3 separate regions of the Sus scrofa genome follow, and regions 1 and 2 are each linked to region 3. Evidence: chromatin contacts called from public HiChIP or PLAC-seq data. All regions are on one chromosome and are shown on one strand. The core of a region is the stretch at or near the end of the contact, and the rest is flanking DNA. Distances in the headings are between cores, read along the strand shown. Region 1 holds the start of MFSD3 (major facilitator superfamily domain-containing protein 3). Region 2 holds the start of PPP1R16A (protein phosphatase 1 regulatory subunit 16A). Region 3 holds the start of PARP10 (poly [ADP-ribose] polymerase 10).

Region 1 (4,005 bases), core at 824-3,323, 390 kb before region 3:
CCAGCAGCTCCAGAGTGGCCAGGAGGCTGTAGTGTGTGGCCTGGAGATTTGTGGAGATCAGTCAGGACCTGCTTGGACTCCAGTCCCGTGGCCCGAATGTCCCAGCCACGTACCCTCACCTGCAGGGCACTGGGTGCCAACTGGCTGCAGCGCATCATCAGGGTGAAGGTGGTGGTTGTGACCAGGCCTCCCAGGAAGTGCTGCAGACACAGGCTCAGCAAGGCTGCCCCTGGGGGTGCTGAGGTCAGCAGGGCTCAGGATTCTAGGCTCCTCCCCCCATGGACAACCTCTCACCTCTCAGGACTGTGCCAGGGCCCACCCTGGCCCCAGGGGCATCCAGATGAAAAACCAAGACAGTCTGGCAGGCCAGGCCCCCAAGACGGAACCGAAGCAGTGACCTCAACAGGGGCAGTGGCTGCCTGGGGTGGGGAGACTGGGTAGGTCAGAGGGGGTGGGGAAGGTAGGGGTGGGGGGGTGGCAGGCAGGGCAAGCTGAGGGGGACGCACCGGTGCCTGGCCAGCAGGGCGCCACCCAGAGATGAGCCCACAATGGAACAGACCACAGCGCCCACGCCATTCCACAGCCCCAGCTCTGGGGTAGAGACGCCACAGTCCAACAGGAGGAGTGGGAACAGGCTGCTGGTGCCCTGCTCACCTGCAAAGAGAAAATCAGCAGGGGCAGCCTGCTTCCCTCTCCATTGTGCTTCCCCAACCCTGCTTCTGCCTCAGGCTACAGGTGCCAGAAGCTGGGGCTGGGCATTGGCTGAGCTCAGGGTCAGCAGGGAGTAGAGAGGCTTTGGCAGGGGGCAGTGTGGCTGGAGCTCAACAGCTGTGGAGCTGGACCTGCCGGACAAGAAGCGAGGCCACTGGGCTCCAGCCTGCAAGTCGTACTCCAGAAAGAAGGAAGGCAGTCCCACAAATGGGCCCCATAGTCATGGGGACCCACCTGGAGCTCCCCCAGGCTCCCGCCCCTACTCACCCAGCTTGTAGGAGAGCACAAAACCTGCCATCCACAGGGTCCCAGGCACGGCCAGCAAGTGCTGCTGAAGGTGCAGCGTGTGTCGGCGGGGTTCTGATGGCTGAGGCGCAGGAAGCTGTTGCAGGGCCGGTGCAGCCCAAGCCAGGGCAGCAGCCAGCCAATAGGTGGCAGCCAGGAGCAGAAAGAGCAGGGGCCAGGAGAGGGTGGGCAAGAGGGTCAGCAGTCCACCCCCAGCCAGCACCGCCCCCAGCTTGTAAGCCACCACCTGCACCGTGTTGCCCGGCCCCAGCTCTGCCGGCTCCAGGAGCTGCATCGCCAGTGTGTCCAAGGCCACATCCTGTACAGCTGCAGCCAAGTTCAGTAGCAGAAGTAGCCCTGCCACAGTAAGAGGCAGCCCAGACTGGCCAGCTTCAGCAGGAGGCAGAGCTGCCAGCAACCCACACAAGAGGCCAAGAGCTGCTGTGCTGAGCGTCAGCCAGGCCCTCGGAGAGCCCCGAGCGTCCACCAGCGGGGCCCACACGAGCTTGAACAACCACGGTGCATACAGCACTTTGGCCAGTCCCACGTGTGTCAGGGACAGACCGCGAGCCCGCAGCAGCACCGGCAGAAGGCCAGACTGCAGCCCATAGGGCAGGCCCTGCACCAGGTAGAGGCTGGCAAGCACCAGCAGCTTCCCGTGCATGGCCAGGAGAGCGGGGACATGGGCCCAGGCTCTGGTGGCTGGGGCTGGGTTCCAGGCCCGGCCGCGGTGGGATCAGAGGGGGCTGGGCGGTTCGGCGTGGGGTCTGGCCAAGATTTTTTTTAAGGCTGGCGTCGGCACCTGCGCGCTGGCGTCCTCGGGGGCGTCAGTACGCGGAAGGACCGCGAGTCGGCCACGGCGGTGCTCGCCGCCCGGCTCGGGACCGGGCCGCGCAGGCGCCGCGGAGAGACGCGGTGGCCATAGAGGGCGCGAGCGGGCTAGAGTGCCAGCCGCCCTCGGGCGCCCCCGGTGGTCAACCTGGCGGCGGCCGGGGTCAGCTTTGGCGCCAGGGGCACCAGCTTCCAGGGTGAGAAGCCTCGAAACCCGCGGCCCAGCCAGGTGCCTCGCAGAGTTAACAGATCCAGTCCCAAGACTGGCTGGACCCAGAAAGTGCCTCCTAGTGTCTCACCTGGAGCCTGGTGGCTGCAGTGTCCACTGGGTCGCTCAGTGGCGCCTGCAGAGGAGTTGGCCTCTTAAGGCCACTACCTTCTTGTGCTTCTGCTGTTGGACCCCTCACCCGCTGGTTTCAGTGCCCTCCCCAGCCTGCAGAAGGTGGTGAAAGGGAGGAAGTTCTTGGGAGAAGTCTGAGCCGCAGTTCAGCACAGGATGCAGCCAGCTGCTGCCGGAATCGCCCTCTAGTGTCCAGTGACAAGGCCAGGAGAGCCTATGTGGGGCCAGCTTGGCTCCAGCCAACCTTGGCTGAGGGAGAGGCCAATCTGAGGGGAAACGTGAGCTTCGTGAGCGGTCTCACACAGCCGTTCCTGCCCAGAGCTGTGCCATGTGGGGTGCCTGAGGACCAGAGGAGGTAGTGAAGCATGGGCAGAGCTGGAGCTTTGGCCAGTACTGTCTCGGAGCCTGTGGCTCCATGAAGCTGGCCCACCCCCTAGACCAACACACAGGCACTTGATCCAACACACTCCTTCCCCTGCTGAGGCCACTTTGAGTTTCTTGTCATTTCTGCATAGGTGGGGGGCCCAGGTTTCCTCACCTATAAAATGGGGACTGCAATGCCCACCACAGAGGCCCGTTTGGACAGGGATCCACGGCGGTGTCTGGCCTGCTCATCCCCGTGTTCCAGGTTCAAGGACACAAGGTCGCCCCCGCACCTGGCTGTCCAGGTGTCCCCCGGCCCAGCGCTCCACAGGGCACCTCCTCCTAAGCATCTAAGGTGTTCTCCTCCCCCAAACCGGCCCTCCAGTGCTCCAGCTTGGGAGGGGCTGCCCCCTCATGGCTTCCCAGCCACGGACTGTGTTAGCACAGGGACGTCACGCACACCACACTGGGACCACCACATGGCAAAGGAGCTGGGCTTGCTCTTCCTCCTGTCCCTGCTCTTGGCACCGCTGCTCCTCCTGCGGTCCCACAAGCGCACCACTGCCATTTGCCCAGTTAGGAAAACCAAGACTCCCTCTTTGAGCCCTCACGACCCCTTGAGTTTTTCTGTTCATTTGCTTGTCTTTTGAGGGCGGCACCCACACCAGTTCCCAGCTAGGGTTTGAATCAGAGCTACGGTTGCTGGCCTACACCACAGCCACAGCAACACCAGATCCAAGCCGCATCCGCCACCTATGCCACAGCTCACGGACAACTCCGAATCCTTAACCCACTGAGTGAGGCCAGGGATTGAACTCACGTCCTCATGGATACTAGTCAGGTTTGTTACCATTCAGCCATGATGGGAACTCCATGGTCCCCCGTTTCCTGCTACTCACCCCATGCAGCCTAGTCCACCCTATGGCTTAACATGTTCCCTAGGCTGCCAGGGACAAGGTGGACAGCAGGGGAATGCAGCCAGGACAGGGGACACAGCTTTCTGTGACTTTCTCAGGAAAGGCTTACACTCTGGGACCCTTCTCCTGTGTTTCTTTTTGCGGTCCCCTCCTCACCGCTAACAACTCCGGGGTCCCCCTGAGGAGCTGCCGTTCGCCTGGTACCTTCCTCCACCCCTCCTTGCTTGTCTCCGTTCTCTTAGCAACGTTTGCAGATCTCTGCACCAAGACCAGAGGACCATGGTGGAGACCCAGCCAGCAGAGGTGCTGTGTCTGTAGGAAGGTCACCTCCTCTGGAAGCCCTCTTGACAGTTCCTCCCGAGTCCCCAGGCCTGCACAGAAGACGATGCGGAAAGGCAGTCAGGAGTGGACACGGGTGTGCACACGGCCTCCAAGCAGCCAAGCTGTCTTAGCTTTATTCGGGGCCTGCCGAGAGACAGAGGCCCAGCCCCGCAGGCCCCGGGAGCAAGCGCAGAGCGCCCCGGAGATCGCCCCCAGGGCCCTGGGCCCTGTCAGTCC
Region 2 (4,078 bases), core at 177-2,676, 370 kb before region 3:
GGGGCAGGCGAAGGGATGGACAGGAGGGCCAGGACCAGGGCTCTTTAGGAGGAAGTTCTGAGGGAGCCTGGAAGTGAAAGGAGACACTGCGTCTTGCTCTGGCTGACACACGGACTGTGGCAGAGGTGCTGGGCTGGGTCACTCTTGGGACAGAGATGCTGGGCTGAGTCACCAGAGGTTTATGAGACTGAGGTTCCAGAACTGCCCGCAGAGGCACACAAACTGTTGCGGAAATCCCAAGAACACAGACCCCAACTGAGCCCACAGACACAAGAGCCCCCTCGCTAGGTGCCGGCCAGGCAGCCTTCTAGGGAGAGCAGAGTCCAGGCACAGCCCGAGCGGGTGAGGCCAGTGGAGAGCCCACCAGAGGGAAGCGTTCCCACCCCGGCTCTGAGCAAGAGCTTACAGGCAGGGCGCAGCTGATCGGAGCACCACGTGCCCACCACCACAAGGGTTCCAGGGCCAGCCCCTGTACTGCCGGCTCCAGGCAGCCACAGGTCCTCGGGTAACTCAGCTCCAGGCTGGGGATCCACTGGATGCCCCTGAAGTGCACTAGGTGGCCCCGCCAGAGCCACAGAGGCCCTTTTACTCTGCCCCCAGGGAGAGCTCCCCCTCCTGCTGGGGAGCACCCGGAGCAGCAAAGACAGGGCAGAGAAGAGCAGTGTGGAGCCCCTGTCACCTCACCCCCAAATTAAGGATCCGGGAAGAACAGGCAGGCCCCCAGCTTTGGGAAGGGCTGGCCTTCCTCCCGCCTCCGTGGGCCTGCGATGACCCCGTACACACTGGCCCTCTCTGCACCCGCGGAGATCCAGCCCACCGTGGCCTCGGCCTCGGCTCCACCACACGGAGGACACCCCCTCCCAGGCCTGGAGCACCTCCGGGCCAGCGCAGGGCCAGGCACTTTCAGTACATTCGTTATCGTTCTTGCCGTGACAGCAATCTCGGCGCCGGAGCCCGGGGGCCCCTGGAAGGCTCCCCGTCGCTCCTCCGGCCTAAAGCCCACACAAAGCCCGGGCAGGTCACTCCTCTGCAGGCCTTAATTTCCTCAGCCAGAAATGGAGATAACGTTAGTGCCGCCTACCTGACCAACAGGTCGCAAGAAAGGAAACAACGGCACGGACGGCTAGAGGGTGAAAAGCCTATCGGTGGCCTTCACGGCCGCCACTTCTGCAGCCGTCCCGACCCTGAGCACCCGCGGCCCGGGCCTCGCCCATCAGCGCCCGAGCGGGGCCGCGGAAAAATCCCGCCGGACTCGGCGTCGCCCGCCCCGCGGGTCCCTGCAGGCCCCCCGGGGCCCCGGAAGTCCGCGCCTCACCTTCCGCCCGGAGCCAGCAGCCACCGCGCAGCCGATCGGATCCCGGCGGCCGGCCAGTCCGCCCGGCGCTCCTCCCGGCGCCGCGGGGGCGGCCCCGCGCCGGGCCCTCGCCATGGCAACGCTACACTTCCGGCTCAGAGCCGGAAGCCGGGTCGCCCCGGGCAGCGGGGCCGCCTGGGGGCGGGGCCCGCCGACGGCGCGGCGAGACCCGCTTCGGCCCGGGCGTTCTCCGCGCGGGGGGCGCCTGAAGGGCGAGGGGCCGACAGGTTCCCGGGAGGGTGGTCATCCCTTTAGCCCAAGCTTTTCTCTTTTCAGAGCCGCACCCGCGGCGTATGGAAGTTCCCAGGCTAGCGATCCAGTTGGAGCTGTAGCCGCCAGCCTACACCACAGCCACAGCAAGCAGCAACGCTGGATCCTTAACCCACTGAGCCAGGCCAGGGAGCGAACGTGCGTCCTCATGGATGTTACTGGAGTTCGTGAACCGCTGAGCCACAAACTCCTAGGCTGAGCTTTTTTTTTTTTTTTTTTTTTCTTTTGTCTTTTTTGTTGTTGTTGCTATTTCTTGGGCCGCTCCCGAGGCATATGGAGGTTCCCAGGCTAGGGGTTGAATCGGAGCTGTAGCCACCGGCCTACGCCAGAGCCACAGCAACGTGAGATCCGAGCCGCGTCTGCAACCTACACCACAGCTCACGGCAACGCCGGATCGTTAACCCACTGAGCAAGGGCAGGGACCGAACCCGCATCCTCATGGTTCCTAGTCGGATTCGTTAACCACTGCGCCACCACGGGAACTCCGTAGGCTGAGCTTTTTAAGGAGGGTTAGAGTTTGCTCCACGAAGCAGAAAGAAGCATCACGGATGGAGGGAAGAGCATGCGCAAAGGTGGAAAGAGCCAGGGCTATGGGGCGATGGGACAAGCTGAGGTGTGGTTTAGGTAGGCTTGGGCTGGTGGGGGTGTAAGTGCGGTCAGGGATCAGTCGTCAGGACAAGAGGGGCCTTGAACATAGAACCAAGAGCTGGGCTTTATCCTGGAAGCAAGGGAGTGCCAGTGGAAGAGAGGGGATGTCTTAAGGCATGTGGGAAAGAAGGACGCCTCTACTGACTGAGTGGGGCTAGGAGGCCACAATAGTTTAATGAGACACAAGGACCCCTCAATGAGCCCTGGCAATTGACAGGTGTCGAGGAGGTGACGCAGGAGTCCAGAGGAAGCCAGGTGAAGTCTGAGGCGCCTGAGACAGTGGAGGGAGCAGTGTGGTACCCGCATACCTCACCCAGCTCAGCCCCGTCGCTCCTCCAGTGCACCCGCCCCTCGTCTCTTCCCTCAGAACCTCGTCAAGAGCTGGGCACCCACTGTATATGCTGTAGATTTTCAACCCTTTAAAAAAAAAAAAAAATTGCATGGGGAATAGTTGACGTACAATGTTGTATTCGTTTCAGGTTTACAGCAAAGTGAGTGAATCAGTTATACATACGTGTATATCCGTTCTTTTTTCCCATATAGGCTATTACAGAACATTGAGTAGCCCTGCCTGTGCTATATAGGAGGTCCTTGGGGTTACCTATTTCATATTTAGTCAAATATGTGTGTTAATTCTATCTTCCCAGGTTATCACTCCCTCCGGACGTTCAGCCCTTTAAGGATATGATTGGGGTGTGTGCGCAAGAGAAGCTGAATTGCGGGAGTAAAATGATGGGAGGTATATCCCTGTGCCCCTTGGGTCTAGGGGTCCTAGTATCTTACCAACACCACCATCCCCCTGCTGCCTCCCTGGGCCTGACACCTCCCTGGGCCAACTTGCCCAGTCCTCACCAGGGAAGAACCTTGCTTTGGGGCAGGGTGCAGAGCCCAAGCCCTGACTGCCTCGAGGGGCAGAGCCACAGACCAGGTGGTCAGGGAGGAGCTCAGGGGAGAGAAGGGCCCGGGGTGCAGGAGGACAGTGTTTTGGGACAGCTGCCAAATCCATCTTTCACAGACCGCAGCTTTGCACTTGTGCCTGCAAAAATAACCCAGGGGCTCTGGCCAGGACTGAGCATCATCGGTTGCCGGCCCAGCAGGCCTCCCCAGCCCCGGCCTCCACTCCCTCTCCCAGAGCGCCCCTTCCCCACGCAGTCAGACCCCAGCTGCCTGGGAAGCCCTGCGCACCCACACAGAACACACCTGTCCTCCCTCCTGCCCAGAGGGAAGCCAGGTAGTCCTCCCAGGCTCCCGTGGGCAGGGACCATGGCCCGTGAGGCTGTGCTCTCAAGGCCTGGTCCCAAGAGGTACCCGTAAATCCCTACAGCTAGAAGGCCTCTCCATCCACACACACCCACCCAGGGACACTGCCTGAGTGCCCCAGAGGATCAAGTGGCAGCCTCCCCGGGGACCAGAAGCGGAGCAGGGAGGCAAACACACTTCTTGGAAGCCCTCTCAGGCCATGCAGGTCCAGCTTTCCCGGGGCCAGTGAAGTGCACAGTGCATGATGGGGGCTGGTCAGCACTCAGGACCCACCGTTGACCAGCACCAAGGCCTCCTGGGCCTGAGTCTGCAGCAGCCTGTGGAAAGTCTCCGGGGTCCATCGTGTCCCCCTTTCGTTTCTGAGGTTTCCAATAGGAAGCCCTCCCAGACCACCACCCAAGTCCCGCCCGCTGCTTGGCCTTGAACTCTGGGCAGGACCCACCCCTTCCTGGCAGCCTTCTTGGGCAAATCACTCCCTCATCTGTTAAATGGGAGCCTGAGATCTGGATGGGCTAGAGTCACCGTGGGTCATAAGCCCCTCCCAAA
Region 3 (4,032 bases), core at 406-2,905:
GAACAAGAAGGGAAGCCCCGATCTGTACTTTCTCGCACTTGTCCTTGGCATAAATACCCCATCCTGGCTGATTTCAAGCGACCGCCTGTTTTAACAACTGACTCATAATGATCCCCGAACACTTAACAGCGTGGTCATGATGAGAGCTGCTCCAGCACACAGGACAGATTTGTGTAACAAGTGGATTGCACAGCATAAGAGAAGGCAGCGAATCCTATGAGACGAGAAATATAGAGCCTGTAGTGATGACCTCGGGTTTTGTAGAACTGGAATTTCATACAATTTGAGGGGATTTCTTTAAGAAAAATAATTAAAACTGACAAACATGGGGAGTTCTCGTAGTGACTCAGTGGTTAACGAACCCAACTAGCATCCATGAGGATGCAGGTTCGATCCCTGGCCTTGCTCAGTGGGTTAAGGATCCGGCGTTGCCGTGAGCTGTGGTGTAGGTCACAGACACGGCTTGGACCTCGATTGCTGTGGCTGTGGTGTAGGCTGGCAGCTGCAGCTCCGATTCGACCCCTAGCCTGGGAACCTCCATATGCTGTGGGTGTGGCCCTAAAAAGACAACAAACAAACAAAAACAAATATGAAGTCAGGGCTCATGCAAGTCCCAGGTCCTTGAAGACTTTTAGGTTCAGGTTAAATCTGCCACTAAGAGCCTGGTAAGGTGAGTCAGGGGGAGGGGTGTCCCGGTGGCCCCATAGGAAAGGCTGGTGCAAGAAGAGGGAAGGGCCAGTGCAAGGGTCCCGAGGTGGGAGGGTCTGCTGCACTGGCCGACGGAGCTGAGGGCACGCGGCCAGACCAGAGACCAGGGCCCGGTCAGTCCAGCCTGGCGGGTCCGCCAAAGGACTCTGGCTTTACCATGGTCTGAGTTGTCGCAGCCCTTGGTGCCACTTCACAAGGTTCACTTTGCCCTCTGTGGAGAATGACAGTGGGCAGAGGGTGTGGGCAGGAGTGGCAGAGAGAGGTCAGTTAAGAGGTTAGCATAGTGATCCCGACGAGAGATGACGGCGGCTCAGACTACGGTAGGGACAACCGAAGTGTCGGCCGGACAGCTCAGGCTATAGGCTGGACAGGTGCTCAATCCCTTGGAGAAGTAGCTGGGGTGGAGGCTGGCTTTTAGTGGCTGAGGGGTCAGTGGGGGAGATGGGGAGCAGTGGTAGGCGCGACTCTTTGAGAGGCTGGAAGCAAATGGATCCAGGCAATGGGCAGGTTCAATGACAAGGGGCGCGTGGGTTCTAAAGGCGCAGCCTGTGTGTGCGGCTCCGCGCTGCCGTGGGTCCTATCCCTGCCTCCTTCTCTTCTGCGATGAGGATTTTTTCCTTTTAGGGTCACACCCGTGGCATACGGAAGTTCCCAGGCTAGGGGTCGAACCAGAGCTGCAGCCGAGGCCTACGCCACAGCCATGGCAATACCAGGTCCAAGCCACACCTGTAGCCTATGCCATAGCTTATGACGACGCCAGATCCTTAGTGCCCTGAGCGAGGCCAGGGATTGAACCCGAATCTTCGCTGAGACACGGGGGTCCTTAGCACTCTGAGCCACAACGAGAACTCCTGTGATAGGATTTGCTGCAGCCAGGCATGTCGGCCCAGCAGTGTGCCTGCTCCTTCTGGGGTTAGCCTTGGTGGTGTGGTGGTGATGACAACATCGGCTGGGAAGGCTGGGCAGGTGCACGGACTGGAGAGAGCCACAGGAGGGGAGTGCGGGGAGCAGCAGGAAGGCACTGGGGCAGAAGCTCCTGTAGGTCAAGAGCGGAAGCTGCTCACCCTCAGCACCCACAAGTTGGAGGTGTGGCCACCTGCTAGTTGTTTAAGCGTGAGCGATGCAGTCGCGAAGGCTGCCGGAAGAGTCCAAAGCCGGCCTCAGCCGGGGCCTGGCCTGGGGACCCAAGGTGCTCAGGCGGTGGAGGAGGGCCACGCAGAGGCTTGAGGTCCTTGACCCAAGTCCCCAGCCGGGCCCAGTAGGGAGGGTGATTGGCCGTTTTGAGGTTGACAGGGAAGGGCCCGTGGGGAGTGGAGGACCTCCAGGAGCCACTTCCCCCACCCTGGCGGCACCAGGCTGGGGTGGGGCAGATGGGGCTCGTGGGCTGGGCTGAGGACCTGGGGGGTGGGGCTGGAACATTCAGCAGGCAGGGCCTGAGAGGCAGCCTCTCAGCCCCAGCACTGCAGGCCCCTCCCTCCCTCTCTTCCTGCAACAGTTTCACTTTTGCTTTTGCGTCCCTGGCCTTCTGCTTCAGGGCTGGGGAGGAGGGGTCTGGGCTGAAGGCACGGGCTGGGCGGGCCAGGGGACACTGCCAAGGGGGAGGGGGCTGGGGGGAGCAGCCGGACTGCGGGGCTGCCACCCTACCCTCTCTTCTGGCCCCAGGGTTGCGATGGGGGAGGTGGGGACAGTGGTGGAAGTCAGCGGGCTGACCCCCGATGTCCCCGAGGAGCTGCTCATGCTCTACTTTGAGAACCGCAGGAGCTCTGGGGGTGGACCTGTGTTGAGCTGGCAGAGACTTGGCCCTGGGGGCATACTCAGCTTTCGGGAGCCTGCAGGTGAGGGCATGGACGGAAAGGGGCAGGCGGGCTCCCCGGCCGGCCTTCCGGCCTGACAGCCCCCTTTGCCCTGGCCGCAGATGCAGCGAGGGTCCTGGCCCAGGAGGAGCACACTCTGTGCGGTGCCCGGCTGAGCCTGCGGCCCGCCCCGCCCCGCGCCCCTGCGCGCCTGCTCCTCCAGGCACTGCCTCCCGGCCTCGCACCCCAGCGCCTGGAGCAGCACGTCCAAGCCTTGCTTCGTGCCACAGGTCACCCTGAGCAGCCCTGCCGTGCCCTGGCCAGTCCCCGACCAGACCGGGCCCTGGTCCAGCTGCCCAAGCCCCTTTCTGAGGCAGGTGAGAGGCGGGATGGGGGCAGAGGTGCCTGTTAGGGGAGAGGCTCTGAGCTGACTTACACCCTCCCCACAGAGTTCCGCGTGCTGGCGGAGCGGGCGCGGGCCGTGGGCCTGGAGGGGGCGGAGGTATCCCTGGCCTGGGTGCCCCAGGCCCGAGCGGTGCGTGTAGTGGGGGGCAGCCCCGCTGCGGACCCGCTGCTGTTGGAGCTGTACCTGGAGAACGAGCGCCGCAGTGGTGGGGGGCCCCTGGAAGGCTTGCGCAGGCTGCCGGGGACCCTGGGCACCGTCGCCTCCTTCCAGCAGTGGCAGGGTGAGTGGGGCTGGGTGGACCGGGCCCACCCCTCCCTGTGCCTTGGAGCCCTGACTCCTTCTGTCCTTTCCCTTCCTCCAAGCGGCTGAACGGGTGCTGCAGCGGGACCACCGGCTACAGGGCTCAGAGCTGAGCCTTGTCCCCCACTATGAAGTGCTGGAGCCGGAGGAGCTTGCTGAGGACACCCGTGGAGGGAGCCACCTGGCTGCGTTGGGCCCCGGGGCCCCCGAGCATGCTCTCCCGGAGGCTGGAAGGCCCACGAGGGCCCAGAGTTGTGCAGGGCCTGTGACATTGGGCTCGGAGGAGGCACCAGGGCCGTCAGGAGCTTCTGTGAGGACAGGTTCTCCCTGGCGCAGGTCCTCACTGGGACCGGCCGGGCCCATCAGCTCGGGGCCTATGGAGTCTTCAGAGCAGGCGGGGCTGGTAGGCCCGGGGCCTGGGGGCTCTCCAGGCCCAGTGGAGAACACCATGGGCTCTCCGGAGCAGGTGGAGTCGGTGAGCCTGGGGCCTGTGGGGTCACCGGGGCAGGAGGGCCCGATGGACACGGTGCTGCCGATGGAGCCGGGAGCAATGCGCTTCCTACAGCTCTATCATGAGGACCTTCTTGCTGGCCTGGGAGACGTCGCCCTCTTCCCACTCGAGGGATCAGATACGACTGGATTTCGAGTGAGTGACTCCTGAGGATTCCTCACCGTTTGCCCTCTGACCCCTCCCACTAGGGGCTCTGGGTTCCTTTCCTCTGCCCTAAACCTGCGCACAGCCCCTCCCTGTGATCCTGCAGCTCTGCGGAGCCCCGGGCCCGTGCCGGGCGGCCGAGGAGTTTCTGCAAAGTCTGCTTGGCAGCA

The links. HiChIP or PLAC-seq counts read pairs in DNA pulled down with a chosen protein or histone mark.
Region 1: a contact with region 3 is called in an H3K27ac HiChIP or PLAC-seq map of alveolar macrophages. The contact joins the promoter of MFSD3 here to the promoter of PARP10 in region 3. A contact is called at or near these places in 1 of 5 promoter capture datasets (liver) and 1 of 2 datasets of contacts at active chromatin or transcription factors (alveolar macrophages).
Region 2: a contact with region 3 is called in an H3K27ac HiChIP or PLAC-seq map of alveolar macrophages. The contact joins the promoter of PPP1R16A here to the promoter of PARP10 in region 3.

Annotation. Positions count from the first base shown.
Region 1 is chr4:293,882-297,886 of Sscrofa11.1, forward strand. It overlaps MFSD3 (major facilitator superfamily domain-containing protein 3), which reads right to left and starts at 2,074. Exons shown (of 4, transcript XM_021090521.1): 1 at 979-2,074; 2 at 507-654; 3 at 114-238; 4 at 1-40. The coding sequence starts at 1,660. GPT (alanine aminotransferase 1) reads right to left here. Exons shown (of 12, transcript XM_021090479.1): 12 at 3,866-4,005.
Region 2 is chr4:318,622-322,699 of Sscrofa11.1, forward strand. PPP1R16A (protein phosphatase 1 regulatory subunit 16A) reads right to left here and starts at 1,427. Exons shown (of 12, transcript XM_021090492.1): 1 at 1,316-1,427. FOXH1 (forkhead box protein H1) reads left to right here and starts at 1,989. Exons shown (of 4, transcript XM_021090535.1): 1 at 1,989-3,011.
Region 3 is chr4:686,856-690,887 of Sscrofa11.1, forward strand. PARP10 (poly [ADP-ribose] polymerase 10) reads left to right here and starts at 1,656. Exons shown (of 11, transcript XM_003125470.6): 1 at 1,656-2,543; 2 at 2,624-2,878; 3 at 2,951-3,187; 4 at 3,270-3,853; 5 at 3,969-4,032. The coding sequence starts at 2,378.